Regions from separate parts of the Sus scrofa genome. Here all the other regions are linked to region 3. Evidence: chromatin contacts called from public Hi-C and HiChIP or PLAC-seq data. All regions are on one chromosome and are shown on one strand. The core of a region is the stretch at or near the end of the contact, and the rest is flanking DNA. Distances in the headings are between cores, read along the strand shown.

The links. A called contact is a pair of places that touch in the nucleus more often than the background predicts. HiChIP or PLAC-seq counts read pairs in DNA pulled down with a chosen protein or histone mark.
Region 1: a Hi-C map of embryonic fibroblasts shows a contact between it and region 3, with 4 times the contacts expected there. The contact joins two enhancer-like sites. A contact is called at or near these places in 1 of 47 Hi-C or Micro-C datasets (embryonic fibroblasts) and 1 of 2 datasets of contacts at active chromatin or transcription factors (skeletal muscle).
Region 2: an H3K27ac HiChIP or PLAC-seq map of alveolar macrophages shows a contact between it and region 3. The contact joins two enhancer-like sites. A contact is called at or near these places in 4 of 47 Hi-C or Micro-C datasets (embryonic fibroblasts, retroperitoneal adipose tissue, skeletal muscle and 1 more) and 2 of 2 datasets of contacts at active chromatin or transcription factors (alveolar macrophages and skeletal muscle).
Region 4: a contact with region 3 is called in a Hi-C map of embryonic fibroblasts, with 2.5 times the contacts expected there. The contact joins two enhancer-like sites. A contact is called at or near these places in 2 of 47 Hi-C or Micro-C datasets (embryonic fibroblasts and heart right ventricle) and 2 of 2 datasets of contacts at active chromatin or transcription factors (alveolar macrophages and skeletal muscle).
Region 5: an H3K27ac HiChIP or PLAC-seq map of skeletal muscle shows a contact between it and region 3, with 6 times the contacts expected there. The contact joins two enhancer-like sites. A contact is called at or near these places in 2 of 47 Hi-C or Micro-C datasets (heart right ventricle and subcutaneous adipose tissue) and 1 of 2 datasets of contacts at active chromatin or transcription factors (skeletal muscle).

The regions. Positions count from the first base shown.
Region 1 is chr15:67,815,182-67,817,881 of Sscrofa11.1, reverse strand. No RefSeq gene overlaps it. Among named protein-coding and RNA genes, the nearest start is that of TANK, 150 kb to the left of the region's middle. Within about 2 kb of position 1,396, at least 33 of the 83 cell types and tissues checked have an H3K27ac peak or open chromatin away from gene starts, as enhancers often do. A contact at or near this core is called in embryonic fibroblasts and skeletal muscle, where this site is marked.
Region 2 is chr15:67,246,427-67,249,126 of Sscrofa11.1, reverse strand. The region is part of intron 2 of RBMS1 (RNA-binding motif, single-stranded-interacting protein 1); the gene reads left to right. Among named protein-coding and RNA genes, the nearest start is that of ITGB6, 130 kb to the right of the region's middle. Within about 2 kb of position 1,251, at least 15 of the 83 cell types and tissues checked have an H3K27ac peak or open chromatin away from gene starts, as enhancers often do. A contact at or near this core is called in alveolar macrophages, retroperitoneal adipose tissue and subcutaneous adipose tissue, where this site is marked.
Region 3 is chr15:67,543,585-67,546,284 of Sscrofa11.1, reverse strand. No RefSeq gene overlaps it. Among named protein-coding and RNA genes, the nearest start is that of RBMS1, 140 kb to the right of the region's middle. Within about 2 kb of position 1,389, at least 43 of the 83 cell types and tissues checked have an H3K27ac peak or open chromatin away from gene starts, as enhancers often do. A contact at or near this core is called in alveolar macrophages, embryonic fibroblasts, retroperitoneal adipose tissue and 2 more, where this site is marked.
Region 4 is chr15:67,213,079-67,215,778 of Sscrofa11.1, reverse strand. All of the region lies in intron 6 of RBMS1 (RNA-binding motif, single-stranded-interacting protein 1), which reads left to right. Among named protein-coding and RNA genes, the nearest start is that of ITGB6, 94 kb to the right of the region's middle. Within about 2 kb of position 1,383, at least 7 of the 83 cell types and tissues checked have an H3K27ac peak or open chromatin away from gene starts, as enhancers often do. A contact at or near this core is called in embryonic fibroblasts, where this site is marked.
Region 5 is chr15:67,188,997-67,191,696 of Sscrofa11.1, reverse strand. No RefSeq gene overlaps it. Among named protein-coding and RNA genes, the nearest start is that of ITGB6, 69 kb to the right of the region's middle. Within about 2 kb of position 1,261, at least 40 of the 83 cell types and tissues checked have an H3K27ac peak or open chromatin away from gene starts, as enhancers often do. A contact at or near this core is called in skeletal muscle and subcutaneous adipose tissue, where this site is marked.

The DNA of each region.
Region 1 (2,700 bases), core at 147-2,646, 270 kb before region 3:
CTAAAAAGTACTGATTATGCTGATACAGTTACCTTCTATTTTTTATTATTTTTTTGTCTTTTTGCTATTTCTTTTGGGCCGCTCCAGCGGCATATGGAGGTTCCCAGGCTAGGGGTCGAATTGGAGCCTTAGCCACCGGCCTACGAAAGAGCCAGAGCAATGCGGGATCCGAGCTGCGTCTGCGACCTACACCACAGCTCACGGCAATGCCGGATCCTTAACCTACTGAGCAAGGCCAGGGATCGAACCTGCAACCTCATGGTTCCTAGTCGGATTCGTTAACCACTGCACCATGACGGGAACTCCTATAGTTACCTTCCAAAAGCAAATTTTTTTGCTCTATGTAATTATCCCAGCTAGGAAAACTATCGCCAAATAGTCAAATAAAATAAGTGGAAATGAAATGAAATACATGTACAACTCACTGTCAGAACAGGAAAGGATGCTGATCATCAACCCCTTACCCTTAGTTCCATGAAAATATTTTTATTGGCTTAAAAAAGAATATATCATTGTGTGTATTTTTAAAAATCAGAGACATCTTGAATTATCAAAGAAAACTTTACAGAACACTGAAACCTACCAAAAATAGGCTGGGGGAAGTTGAAAGGAAAGCAACATCTGATTGATGGTTAAATTACACAACACTGTCACTTCCTTGACAACTGAAGGACGTTTCTCGTTTGTGTGGAGAAACCTCTGCAGTGTTTGCAACAATAAATTTGTCGGTTTAGTGTATAGCTGAAAATATTCACTAGGGGGCAGCCTCTCACTGAAATGCAAGAGAGACTGCCTGCATCATCTGATTTCAATAAGAAACTGGCCCAGGGAGGCACACATTCTCGGCACAGCCTCTAAAGGGAAATTTATGCATCTATAAAATGTTGAATCAGCACAGTCACTCAGTGGCCAGTAAAGGAAGGAAAAAGTCTTGCATAACATTAAAAGCCCAGCATCAATAGATGCTTAGCTGTATGGACGGTGTGTGCTTTGAACACAAAACCTTTGCTGTGTGTGTGCTGAGCGTTTGGCTACTGTCAGGTTTTTTAAGTCATAGTTGATACACACACACACACACACACACACACACACACACAAAGCCACCATGCAAGTAAACGTTTTATAGTTGGGAAGGAATTGAAACAAGTACGGATTGATTTTTCCTTAACCGCTTAAACCCTAGGTTTAAACTGAATGGAACGCTGTGGCCAGGCTGTTCCTTCACCGCTTCCTGACTTTTGTATGACCCTTTCTACCAACCTATTGTTTTTCCTTTTTGCCACTCTTTCTCTTGCGTTTTATATTCCTCAAGTGATCTCACCTAACAAAATCAACAGCCCGTGTCCCGAGGAGAGTCGTGACTGTGTTTTTTTAACCGGGCTCTGAATGGTCTCAGCATTACTCAGAGGCAATATTTGAAATGTGATACTGCCCAGTTCCTCTGCAAGCCAGCAGGGCTGCCAGGCCTATTGTGTCTATGATTGTAAATGCATCTGAGAGCCCCTGAGCAACTGGTGTGACCTTGTGTGGTCCGGGAAGCTGGGAACTGGGACAGAGCAAGGGTGGCCAGGCACATTGTAACCCAGGACCCACATGCAGCATAAGCTGAGCATACAGATGCTTGTGGAAACGTGGGGGCCACCCCTGCAGCCTGGTATGGAAATGGAGCTTGAGAAGAGGAAAGAAAAGGAATCCGTTAGACTAGAGGTGGGCATCCACAGAAACTAGGGCCCACAGAATCAATAATTATTCCCTAAGCTGGAGGCTAGAACTTGTGGCAGTTAGAAAGCATGGCTGGGTATGGGCTCTCTAGCCAGACTAGAGTTTGAATGCTAGCTCTGTCTATTGCTGGCTGGCTGTCTTTGGGAAGGTCACTTTTTTGTGCCTCAGGTTCTTTGTCTGGAAAAGGAGTGCTTAGAATAGTGCCTGGCACATGAGTTCAATGAAAGCAAACTATTATTATTATTGTTGTTGTTGTTGTTACTGTTATTAGGATGCAGAAATGAGGGAAGAGGACTTCATAAAAAGTCAGTTTCCTCCACTGAAAAATGGGGGTAATAGCAGAATCCACTTTATAGAGGTGTTGTAAGATTTAAATAAGCTACCATATGTGAAGTGCTTAGAAGAGTACTTATCAAATAGTAAGTGCTCAATAATTAGTACTGCTATTAGAAACCTAGATAGAGACAACGCTACTTTCTAAAGAGTTGTGTGAGGAATGCATATGTGTTCACTGTATTGTCATCACCCAGGATGCTCAATAAATGTCTGTTCATTTTATTTCTTAACTTGATAATCCTGTTGCTTGGGTCACTTAGTATCCATGTGTATCAGAGGGAAAACTAATTTCAACAACAGGGAGCAAGAATTTACATATAATCAGTCCTATAAAGCAGTGGGTCAACTATTTGATATCTGGGAGCATCTTTGGCAATCTGAAGATAGCTATGGACTCATACCCTAGGAAAAAGCATACACTTGCACACCATTTTACATACACACTCAGAAGTTTTTAGGCATGTCTTGTAGGGAGTCCATAGGAATCCATGAATCTGGGACGGGGAGGTAGCTAAGAATTCCTGTAAAATACAGAAGAATATAACAGGAAGAGATGATTCTTTTTTTTTTTTTTTGTCTTTTTAGGGCCACACTCGAGGCGTATGGAAGTTCCCAGGCTAGGGGTTGAATCGGAGCTGCAGT
Region 2 (2,700 bases), core at 2-2,501, 300 kb after region 3:
GGCCTGAGATGCTAAGAGGAAAGCAGTCTGAGGGAACACAGACTGATGTGATGCGGATGCAGACATGGGGTTGGTGTAGCAGCGGGCCGAGGGCTGCACCAAGAACACTGAGGACCCACTGCCTCGGGCCAGTGCAGAGGCAGCGCTTAGCTTGGTCAGGGAAGGTCAGAGAAGGCTTGCTGCTACTGGAGAGAACCATGAAACTGAGCCTTGCAGAATGAGACTGAATTTCCCCAGTGAAGTAACTTCTTGAAGGGCAGAAGATGAAGATGGAGCAGGACAAGCGCAGGGCCTTATACAGGATCAAAAGGCAGCTGGAGCTGTGTGAATTCCCAGGGTTGCTGTTGCAGAGTACCACAAACTTGATGACTTAAAATAATGTGTTATTATCCCACAGTTTTAGAGGCTAGAAGTCCAAAATTAAGGTGTCAGTAGAACCATGTTCCCTCTGAAAGCTTAAGGGAGAATCCTTCCCCGTACAGCTGGTGGTGCTTTGCCTGCAGTTCTTAGTGCTCTGGTTCACAGCTGCATCCCCGGGCTCATCTCAGTCAACACATACCTTCTCCCTGTGATTCTGTCTGGGTCCAGATTCCCTCTTAGAAGGACACCTGTAACATTGGATGTGGGCCTACCCTAATGGCCTTATCTTAATTCAGTTATATCTGCAAAGACCCTATGTCCAAATCAGACCACATTCACAGTCACTGGAGCTTAGGACTTGGACATATCTTTTGGGGGTACCCAGTTCAGCCCATCACTATGGGGGTCAGAAGATGGTGAGCAAAGAGCCCCCAAAGCATAATTTCTTTCTAAGATCAGGATCGTATATTTTTCTCAGTGCAACCTATATCTGTTTCATCTAGAGAACTTGAATTTGTTCCTTGCCAGAAAAGCCAGGTATTTTCATGTGAGAAACCAAGGCTTTCCCTAAAGTTATACAGTTGATTATCCCTCCCTTTGGAACTTATACGTAAGGCTTATTTTTCCCTATTAAATATTATAGTGTTGGCTTTGGCCAAGAATTCATTCTAGCCTATTGAAATAATTTCCAAGCACTATTTCTACCACCTTACATTCACCATTCCCCACTAGCTTTGGAACATTCATATATTTAATAAGAGTGCAGTCAGTGACCCGATTTGTGCCAATTTTTAGATGTTGAAAAAGTTCTGGCCAAGAACAGAGCCTTGTGACACATCCCTACATGCGTCGGCCTTGACCATCAGACTAGCTCAGTCACTTGTTTAGCTAGTTACCCACTCATCCAAACCACATTTCCTCTTCCCAGATGTCCTTGTCTAATCCACCAGCAAATAATGATTTTTATTTAGCTCAAAGCAAAATATACTTTGTAGCATTTCTGAGCAACCTTGACTTCCTCACTACTCCCCAGGGTAGAAAGAGCAAAAGTTTCACCATGGGTGTCTTCCTGGGAAGGACTTCTCTGGTGCCTGTTCTTTTCACCAGTCTCTCTATCCAGTCCATTCTGGAATTTTGCTTTAGCTCCATAAGCCTTACCTGCCTTTCTAGAATCTAGGTTTTTTTTGTTCTTTTAAAGAATGGGAATGATATGTCCCCTTTCCATTAGCGCCTCTCCTATGATGCAAGATTTCTCAAAACAACAAGATTGGGAAATCCTGATTATGTCATGTAAATAAGAAGTACTTTTAGCCCCAGTCTTTATTCACAGCACTCATACTTGTACATTCTGGAAGATGCAGCAAATTTAAGCTATCATGAGAGAGAGAGTCTTATTACCTTCATTGAAATATGGAAATTTTGTGAAACTGATACTAAAGTAATTTAACAGCTTTTGGCTCACTTTGGCTCCATTTTTTTTTTTTTTCCCACATAAAGATAATTCTTCTCTGATTTTCTTAAGCTTTAAGATTAGAAATTTTTAGAGCGGTATTGCTCTGTCTTTGGAATGATTGCTTATCTTTATCTGCAGTGTCTAAGGATAGTCTTATTTGGAGCAGATCAGTAGGAAACCAGCATTGGAGCCCTATTTATCCTTTTCCATTAGATCCGCCCTGAAGAGACGTGACCATTGTCACGAGTGACCCTTGAATGAAACATCTAAGTTTAGAAACATCAACTGTGCTGGCAGGCTACATTAGCATTCCCTTGCCTATCCAGCCCAAGTGTATTTTTTACTAATGATACATTTGTATCACATCCCCAGATTTCTTAGAACTGAAGTGAGTAAAATAGATATCATTTTCCTTTTCTGTCTGTTCTTCACACCGGCTTTTCAAGGTCGTGGGGCAGTCAGGATTTATTACTTTAGAAAAGGATGGCCTGACAGCATTTGGAAATCAATATGCTGGTGCCATGTTCTGGATCAAAGCCAACATTCGTGTTCAGTCTAGGAAATGTCCAATTTGACTCCTGCCGTTTTCAGCTCATGTCAGAATCAGGAGAAATTTCTAGGTAGTTTGCACACTCCGTTTTAATAGTTTCAGATAACCCTCTTTGCTTCAGAGAGTACGTTTACTTTTACTCTCTGTCACGTTGTTCTTGTTTTGAATGAAGCAGGCCTTGATGATTTTCGGTGTTGGAGTTTAATACATTCAGTTTCTACAGACTCTGACACAGTTCTCTGTTACTGGGTGTGTGTGTGTGTGTGTGTGTGTGTGTAAGAGTTCTAGTTTTTCTTTTAAAAGGAGTAACAAATTTAGAGATATTTGAAAAGTAACC
Region 3 (2,700 bases), core at 140-2,639:
GCCTTCTGCCTTAATATTTGGGTACCACACACAGAAAAAAAATACAAAAGAATTTCTACTCAACATTCTCCCAAGTCAAGGCTATCTTTCCAGTGGGAATTATTTCAAATTTTGTCAAGCAATGTTTTAAATTATAATACTTTTTATTATTTATAATACCATGACCCACATGGTTCACGTCCCAGAGCAGTGTTGTGGCTAAAAATACACAATCCTTGCAATTCAATTTAGTTTCAATTTTAAAATAAATCAAGTTCTTTTCTTATATATCCTGAACTTTGATGAGGATACTACAGTCCCAGCAATTCTTAAAACTTTCTTTTTTTTCTCCCTTCCTATCTGTTACCATCACATAGATGACCTATTATCCCTAGATCCTTCCCCTCAAATCCTCTGAAAAAAATAATTCCTTCTCTACCTCCAGCCTATATGACTTGTTTAAAAGCTATTTTTGATTTATCTTCCCTCTGCTAGTCCTTCATTATATAAATTGACATTATGCATAAAACTGACACTAAATTGTCCCACATCTTCCCACTGTTCCCACCTCTCTCTCTCTCTCTGCTTGTTCTCCTAGTCTCTCTCCAAAGCCAAGAGAACTGGTAAGACACTTTTGAGGGGGAAAAAAATGACTGAGCAAAGCTGAAAAAACTCTTTTGCAGACAGGTTGTTAGTACAAGAGAGAAACTAAAAATCTTCAAACACCAGTAATTTTTAGTCTGTTACATTCTAATAGCTACACAATTCACTGCACTTTTAATAAAAATATAAAGCTGCTCAAGATGTCTCTAAACTTAAAATCCCTGCAGCCCTCCCTTCATCCAGACTCCAATTTTTAAATAACATCTGGAGTAAAACCTAATATACTGAAGATCCTCTCCACTACTTTCTGAGTACCTCCTGGAGCTTAAAACCTAGAAGAAAAGACGATCAGTGCAACTGGTTTTGTTTTACGCATTTCTGCCTTGGCAGGCCTCCCTGATCTGGATTGAAATTTTGGCCCTAAGCACCATGAAATTCCCGCCCATGATGCGCGTCCCAAGAAACATCTGGGGTCTTTGCGCAAGAGCCTCTAAATCTTCATTTCCCCGTGCGGCGCACACACACAGGCTGCTGCCCACTATGATTTAATCAGATGCCGTTAGAAAAACAGGCACTTAGAATTCTAACATACTGGAACCAGTCATGGTGTTTTGAAAGTCACAGCAGGACTACACTTCGACCCTAGAACAGCACTCGGTCCAGAGTTTTTTGTCTCTTCTCACAGCTCCTCGCTTTTGTACAAAGTAAACTCTTCTTCCTTCCTTCGGTCAAAAGGACGTAGGTTGAGCCATAGGCATGAAAGCGCAGTGTTCTTTTCTCATGAATCAATGAGTGACTTGGTTCCCTATTAGGTCACCACAGAACACAGACTGTAACAGGAACACATACAAGCTCTAAGAGGGGAGGGGAGGGACGCTGTTCTGGAATATCGTTGCCAGAGTAACATAAACCTGGTGTGTTTTCACAAGGAAATGAGTCACTTGTTTCTGTTGGCTAAAACTCTGTTTTCTTTAATTTCATATTTTAGCTGTCTAATGTATGCTGAAAGAGCCCAGGGTTTCCAGTCTTCAGATGAAGATAACTTGTTAATTAAAAGCTCAACAGAGGGTTTGCATGGTAATTAAACGGAACGGGATAAAAGGAACACTCAAGCAACCAGGAGCTCCTAGCAAAGGCAAGGGTGAGAACACTCAAGCCTTAAAGGTTCTGAGCAAGAGAGAGAGGGAGGGAGACCTGAGGGTGGGGCCAGGGCCGGCTCAGCGCATTGAGATAGTTCAAAAGAATACAACAGCTAGAAAGAAAACATAACTGAATCCAATTTGCTTATATATATATATACACACACACACACACAGAGAGAGAGAGAGAGAGAGAGAATATTCAAAGTCAGGATGTGTTCGTTTTGAATTATTTAAGTATTTATTTTAATGTTTTTCTTTCTTTGGGATGGTTTAGCGTTAGAAAGTATTAGAGCAGGAGTTACAGATGCAAATATCTGCATGGCTCAGGGTGGCTCTGGGTAACAAGGAGGCAGAGGAACGTAATAATCTAGCAAACAAATGTCAGCAAACACAATATGTGAGAGCCAGATTTGACCTGTGGGGCTCTAGATTGGGCCCTCCATTCTAGAGTGCCAAGGAACACATTACTCTTTCCTTGTATTGGAAGACTGGCTTTCTTTTTAAATGTATGTGCTGATAAAAATGTCAATGTCCATTCAAACTTTCTATTACCACAACTGCATATATTAAACATCTACTACTCGCTTTTAGGACTCGTGCAGTGCCTCTTCGGGTTCCCAAAATGTATGGCCGTTTGGTAGTATTCTGGCTTTTTTCTTTTTTTGTCTTTTTAGGGCCGCACCCACCATATGAAATTTCCCAGGTTAGGGGTCAAACTGTAGCCACCAGCCTACACCACAGTCACAGCAATGCTGGATTGGAGCCATGTCTGCAACCTACACCACAGCTCAGGGCAACGCCGGATCGCCTACCCACTGAGTGAGTCCAGGGATCCGACTAGTATCCACGAAGATTCGGTTTGATTCAAGACCAGGGATCGAACCCGCATCCTCGTGGATACTAGTCAGATTCGTCTCCATTGCACCACAACAGGAACTCCCCTCTCCCTGCACCTTTTAAAGCAAGGAGCCAGTAC
Region 4 (2,700 bases), core at 134-2,633, 330 kb after region 3:
GACATAGCATTTCCTAAATACAGTCAGAGGATGGTTTATGTAACGATCAAGTTGCTTAGCCGGCATACACAGAATTACCCAGGATGATTTGCATCAGAGCACTCAGATTCTTGCACGACTGGTGATTTGCCCGTGACATTAGCCAAGGAGAAGAGAAACCTGTATTAGACACAGTCCCCAAAAGACACTTTCTGCACATTGACAAGCTGAACAGTGTGACACTCTTAAGGAGGTTTCTAGATGGTAGAGCAGAAGGAGGTCAACTACACACATGAGTTGTCACTTCTTTTTTTTTTTTTTGTCTTTTGTCTTTTGTCTTGTCTTTTTTTTGTTGTTGTTGTTGTTGTTATTGTTGCTATTTCTTGGGCCACTCCCGTGGCATATGGAGGTTCCCAGGCTAGGGGTTGAATTGGAGCTGTAGCCACCGACCTACGCCAGAGCCACAGCAACGCGGGATCCGAGCCGAGTCTGCAACCTACACCACAGCACGGCAACGCCGGATCGTTAACCCACTGAGCAAGGGCAGGGATCGAACCCGCAACCTCATGGTTCCTAGTCGGATTCGTTAACCACTGCACCACGACGGGAACTCCATGAGTTGTCACTTCTGATATGCCACCCATCATCCCTCTGCCAACACACTTTTCATATCAGGGTGGTGTGGCTGGGTTCCCCAGGCCAGGCATACCCCACACTGACCTGGGACATGGAACGTAATGTGGTAGATATCTAGAGTTCCAAAAGAATCCGGTATACTGCAGCACCATGTTTTCTGCAATCCGCTTTCTGATTTTACTTTTAAAAAATCTGGTGCTTTTGTGTCTGATGTTACCGTATTTTCATTATCTTATGGTAAATTCTTCAAGCATTACTTTATAGTTGGTGTTAAAAAAAATTGCTCATGAGGCCTTTCCTTCTATCCATCCCTACCCAGTCTCATTTTTCCCTGAAAATGTTGAAGCCTTGTCCTTTGGATTTACCTTGACTTTGAGCACTGGCTGTTTTGCAGTAAGTCAGTTTTGCTTGGAAGGACCCCAAGAAGGGTCAAAAAACTGAAAACTTCTGTGGGACAATCTAGGTGAATTCCATAGAACTCAAAAATAAGTACGTCCTATTTGCTTGATAAAAATTCCATTCTGGAGAAATCATGCAGTGGTGGTTTCCCACCCAGTGGATGTTAGAAACAAGTGATGAGAAGTCCTAGTGAGAACTGATGTCCAAATTAGGAGATGTGCCCAAGGCAAAAACACTGTCGCTCATGGTCACGATTCAAGGATTTGTCTAAAAAAATGTTCTTCCAGTACCTTCCTGGAAGAGAGTACAGCCTCCAAGAAGACTAATGCACATGGCATGTTAGCTGCAGTTCTCCACAGGCTGCTTGCCCTGCTGCGCTCTGTTTTTGATTCTGTGGGAAGCGCACACAAGGTTACCCCTGGACCAAGGCCATGCATATATTCAATACTGCAGGAGGCAGTGTGATCACATCACTCTTTCTGGACCTCTTCTTGATATTAATGGAGTCTGAATAAGTCCTTGTGTGCTAAGGGCAGAGAGTTTTTTAAAAGAAAAAAGTGTCGGCGTTCCCATCGTGGCTCAGCAGAAACGAATCTGACTAGTATCCATGAGGATGCAGGTTTGATCCCTGGCCTCACTCAGTGGGTTAAGGAGCAGTATTGCCATGAGCTGTGGTGTGGGTTGCAGACGTGGCTCAGATCTGGTGTTGCTGTGGTTGTGGTGTAGGCTAGCAGCTGTGACTCTGATTTGACCCCTAGCCTGGGAACTTCCATATGCTACAGCTGCGGCCCTAAATAGACAAAAAAAAAAAAAAGTGTCTGGTCACCACCATGTTCATGCACATTCCCATTGTTGCAATGGCATCATTCGGCCACATTGTCCAGAGCTTTGCCTGGGTCATGGAAGAGCTCCAGTGAAGTGCGTACATGACTGCTGGCCAACTCCATCCAAAGACCTAAGCTTGTTTTACATCTGCTTTCTGTGTTACTTTGACTTTTCAGATTGGGTACATGCCCAGGAGGGCTTGAAAACTGCTCTTACCCACATTCTGGAATGTTCTTTACATAGGGAAAGTTACTAGGGCCTTATCCTCTGCGAGGAGACAGAAAAGGTAATGTTTAGAGGAAAAATTACAAATCTAGTAAAAAGGCTGGAAATCTTTCACGGGTTTTTATTGCCCGTTTCGTTTCCTGAATGTTTGTCTTAAGCCCTGTTACTGTACTAAAAACAGAAAATTTTGGCACCTCTAGGACAAGAGAAATACTTAAAGACACGTGCGATGCTCCTGGTACCTCTAAGACAGTGTGATCATACCTTTGGGACTGTGACGTGTTCACGTCTCCCTCACCCAGTGTGTACAGTAGAGCAGGGTCTAAATGTGCATATTGTTGAGCTGTTCCCTCCACAGGCTGGAAGCTTATGAGTAAATCATTGCCATGAAAGCAAAAGCGCTGGAACCATCCTGGGAGGCCAGGGGGGTGAGGGCTGTCTTGCAGAACCAAAACCCCCATACATTCTCTACCAAGGAAGGAAGTCTGGCTTTTACAAGGGACCACACCTAGAAGTGTGCCAGTGTTTTAACTCCCGAGTGCTTTGAATGCCACGTCAGGCTTACGATGAGACTGCGTCAGGCAGCTGTTACCACCCTGGATGGTGACACACACACCCCCCAGCAGTCCCCCTCCA
Region 5 (2,700 bases), core at 12-2,511, 350 kb after region 3:
TTTCTGCTGCCCAGTGATTCTTTCCTGGTGAAAGGAGTGGGCAAGAAAAATACTCATAGCCTCCATTTCTACAATGCCTGCCCTACAGTGTGGACGATGGGCGATGTGAATTAGATACCTGGGGTTTAGAGTACATGACTTGCCAGGGCTCTCGATGGGCGATGTGAATTAGATACCTGGGGTTTAGAGTACATGACTTGCCAGAGCCGGGAGAGCCCTGCTGCCCACTGGCTCTTTGAGAAAAGAAACGGGGTCCTCTGATGATAACCAGAGCTTCAGAGAGAAAGGAGTTGGGGCCGGAGCAAAGCATGGCCTCATTGAGATCCACGCAGGCCGCTAAGAATGTAAGCTTTGTGGCCTCATGATCTGCCCCTGCCTCACTTGTTCCCAGGCTCTTTCGCCCATGACCACCAACCAAGAGGCAGGAAAGAAATACGTTGGGCACCTTAAGTTTTGTTAACATTATTTTTGTTCTCATATTTTAAGATGTTTTATGTCATTGGAGTCCTGGGACATCCAGTGGCAGTCTTTACACAAACTGATACCATTTTTTCAGAGCACCTTTTCTATCTGCAGCAGGACTGAGCCAACCAAGTGCTGATGGCTAAAACAGAGCTGTCCCTCACAGAGGATCTGTGGGGCATTTGGGGATTGACGCCACCTTACTGAAAAGCTGTGGCTCCTCCAGTGGTTAGGAGCCAGGACTCCCTCTTGGTCGGAGGTGGCCTGGGTCCGAGCATCTGGGAGGAATTCTTTCCTGGGAAGGGAGGGAGAAAGCTGGCAGCAGCTCGCAGGAAAGCAGGCTCCCTCTCCTCTGAACAGGCAGGGATGAGGAATAGCAGGGGTGGACAGGGAGCCCAGGGTTCTCACCCTTCACAGGCAGTAGCATAGGGTAAATCCACGAACCTGAATTCCACCTTCTCTCAAATTCCATAAAAGCTGATTAAAAATTCACTGGGAGAAAGGCAGTACCTCCCAGCCTGAGGGAGGGCTCAAAAATGTTCAGATCTGACGTGGATATCCTCATTCCACAAGAGTAACCAAAAGGGAAAATATCCAGCTGCCTTGGGGTAAAAGTCACAGACCTGTCGTCATCACCCCCATCCCCCCATGCACAAAAAGCTTCAGAAGATAGCAAGTGGGTGAGGAGTGAAGAGAACTCGGACCTCAGGATTAAAGAAAAGCCCAGCAGGTTCTTCCCCTCAAATAACAATGAGATGAGCTCAGCACCTCTCGTGGCGGCTGAGAACGCGGGCAACCCGGGCCACCAGCTAGGTGGCCGTTGGTAGGCGCGGCGATGCCCACGGGACTGGGAGGCTACGCCCTGCGCCCATCCTTCGTGTGGATGAACTCGGCCAGTCGATGGGATTTCAACGCGGTGGAAGTGCCCCGGAGTGGCTCAGTCTTTGTCCGTCCTGGCTTCTAACGCTTTGGGTCTTTGCAGGGCTCGGGAGTGTTCTCACTTGAGCCACTAGAGGGAGATTTTGTCGCTCTTCACCTGCAGCTGCGAGCGCCAGACCAGAGATGGCCTGGGAGGGGGCGCTGCTGATGTAAACTGAGGATCCCCGGACACAGGACACACATCGTCGGGGATTACAGGGTTCTTGAATTGGGGGTTAATTGAAAGAACTAACAAAGAGAAAATCACGTTGCCCGATGCTGGCAGCTCCCTCATGAAAGCATTGTTGCTCATATTGGAGTGTAACTTAAATGACCTTTTTTTTTTTTTTCTTGGCCGCAAATGCTGCCTGTGGAAGTTCCTGGGCCGGGCATCGAACCCATGCTGCAGCAGGGACCCGAACTTCAGCAGTGACAACGTCGGATACTTAACCCAGTTGGTCACCAGGGGACTCCTACATGTGACCTTTAAGGCTCAAGGAAGGAGGGGGCAGGGGAGGAAGTCTTGTGACTTGAGGCTGCAAAAACGTGCTGGCAGGTCTCTGGGCTGCTCAGAATTGAAAACAGGTGGCTTTGGATTAAATACCAACTTTAATGCTATTATTTTTTTTAATGTGACCGAGATTCGATCTAGGTTATTCCACTGCTCATTTACACAAGATACGGATTATCAACAAGACTGTGGGTAATTCCTACCCTCTAATATCCCTGAAGCCACTTCCTCTGCTTGAATACTTCCAGTGATGGGGCACTTCCCACCTCTCTCGACAACCTGTATCTTTGGAGAGCAGCTCTCAAACTTGTTTAAGGAGTCAAATTTGCAATTTTGTAATTTCTTTTTTTTTTTTTTTTTTTTTTTTTTTTGTCTTTTTGCCTTTTCTAGGGCCGCACCCATGGCGTATGGAGGTTGCCAGGCTAGGGGTCCAATCGGAAATGTAGCCGCCGGCCTACACCAGAGCCACAGCAATGCCAGATCCGAGCTGCGTCTGTGACCTACACCACAGCTCACAGCAACTCTGGATCCCTAACCCACTGAGCAAGGCCAGGGATCAAACACACAACCCCATGGTTCCTAGTCAGATTCATTAACCACTGAGCCACGACGGGAACTCCAAAATTTTGTAATTTCTAACTATCAGCCTTAGTTCTGCCAACTGAGAAGCCATGGGATAAGTTGATCATTGCTGTTGTTGGAAAGACAAAGCACAGTGACAGAGAGCCTATCAGTGACTGCCAGGAGTTCAAGGGGACAGGAAGATGTGCCTATAAAGGGATAGTACAGGGGAGTTTAGGAGGAGTGAT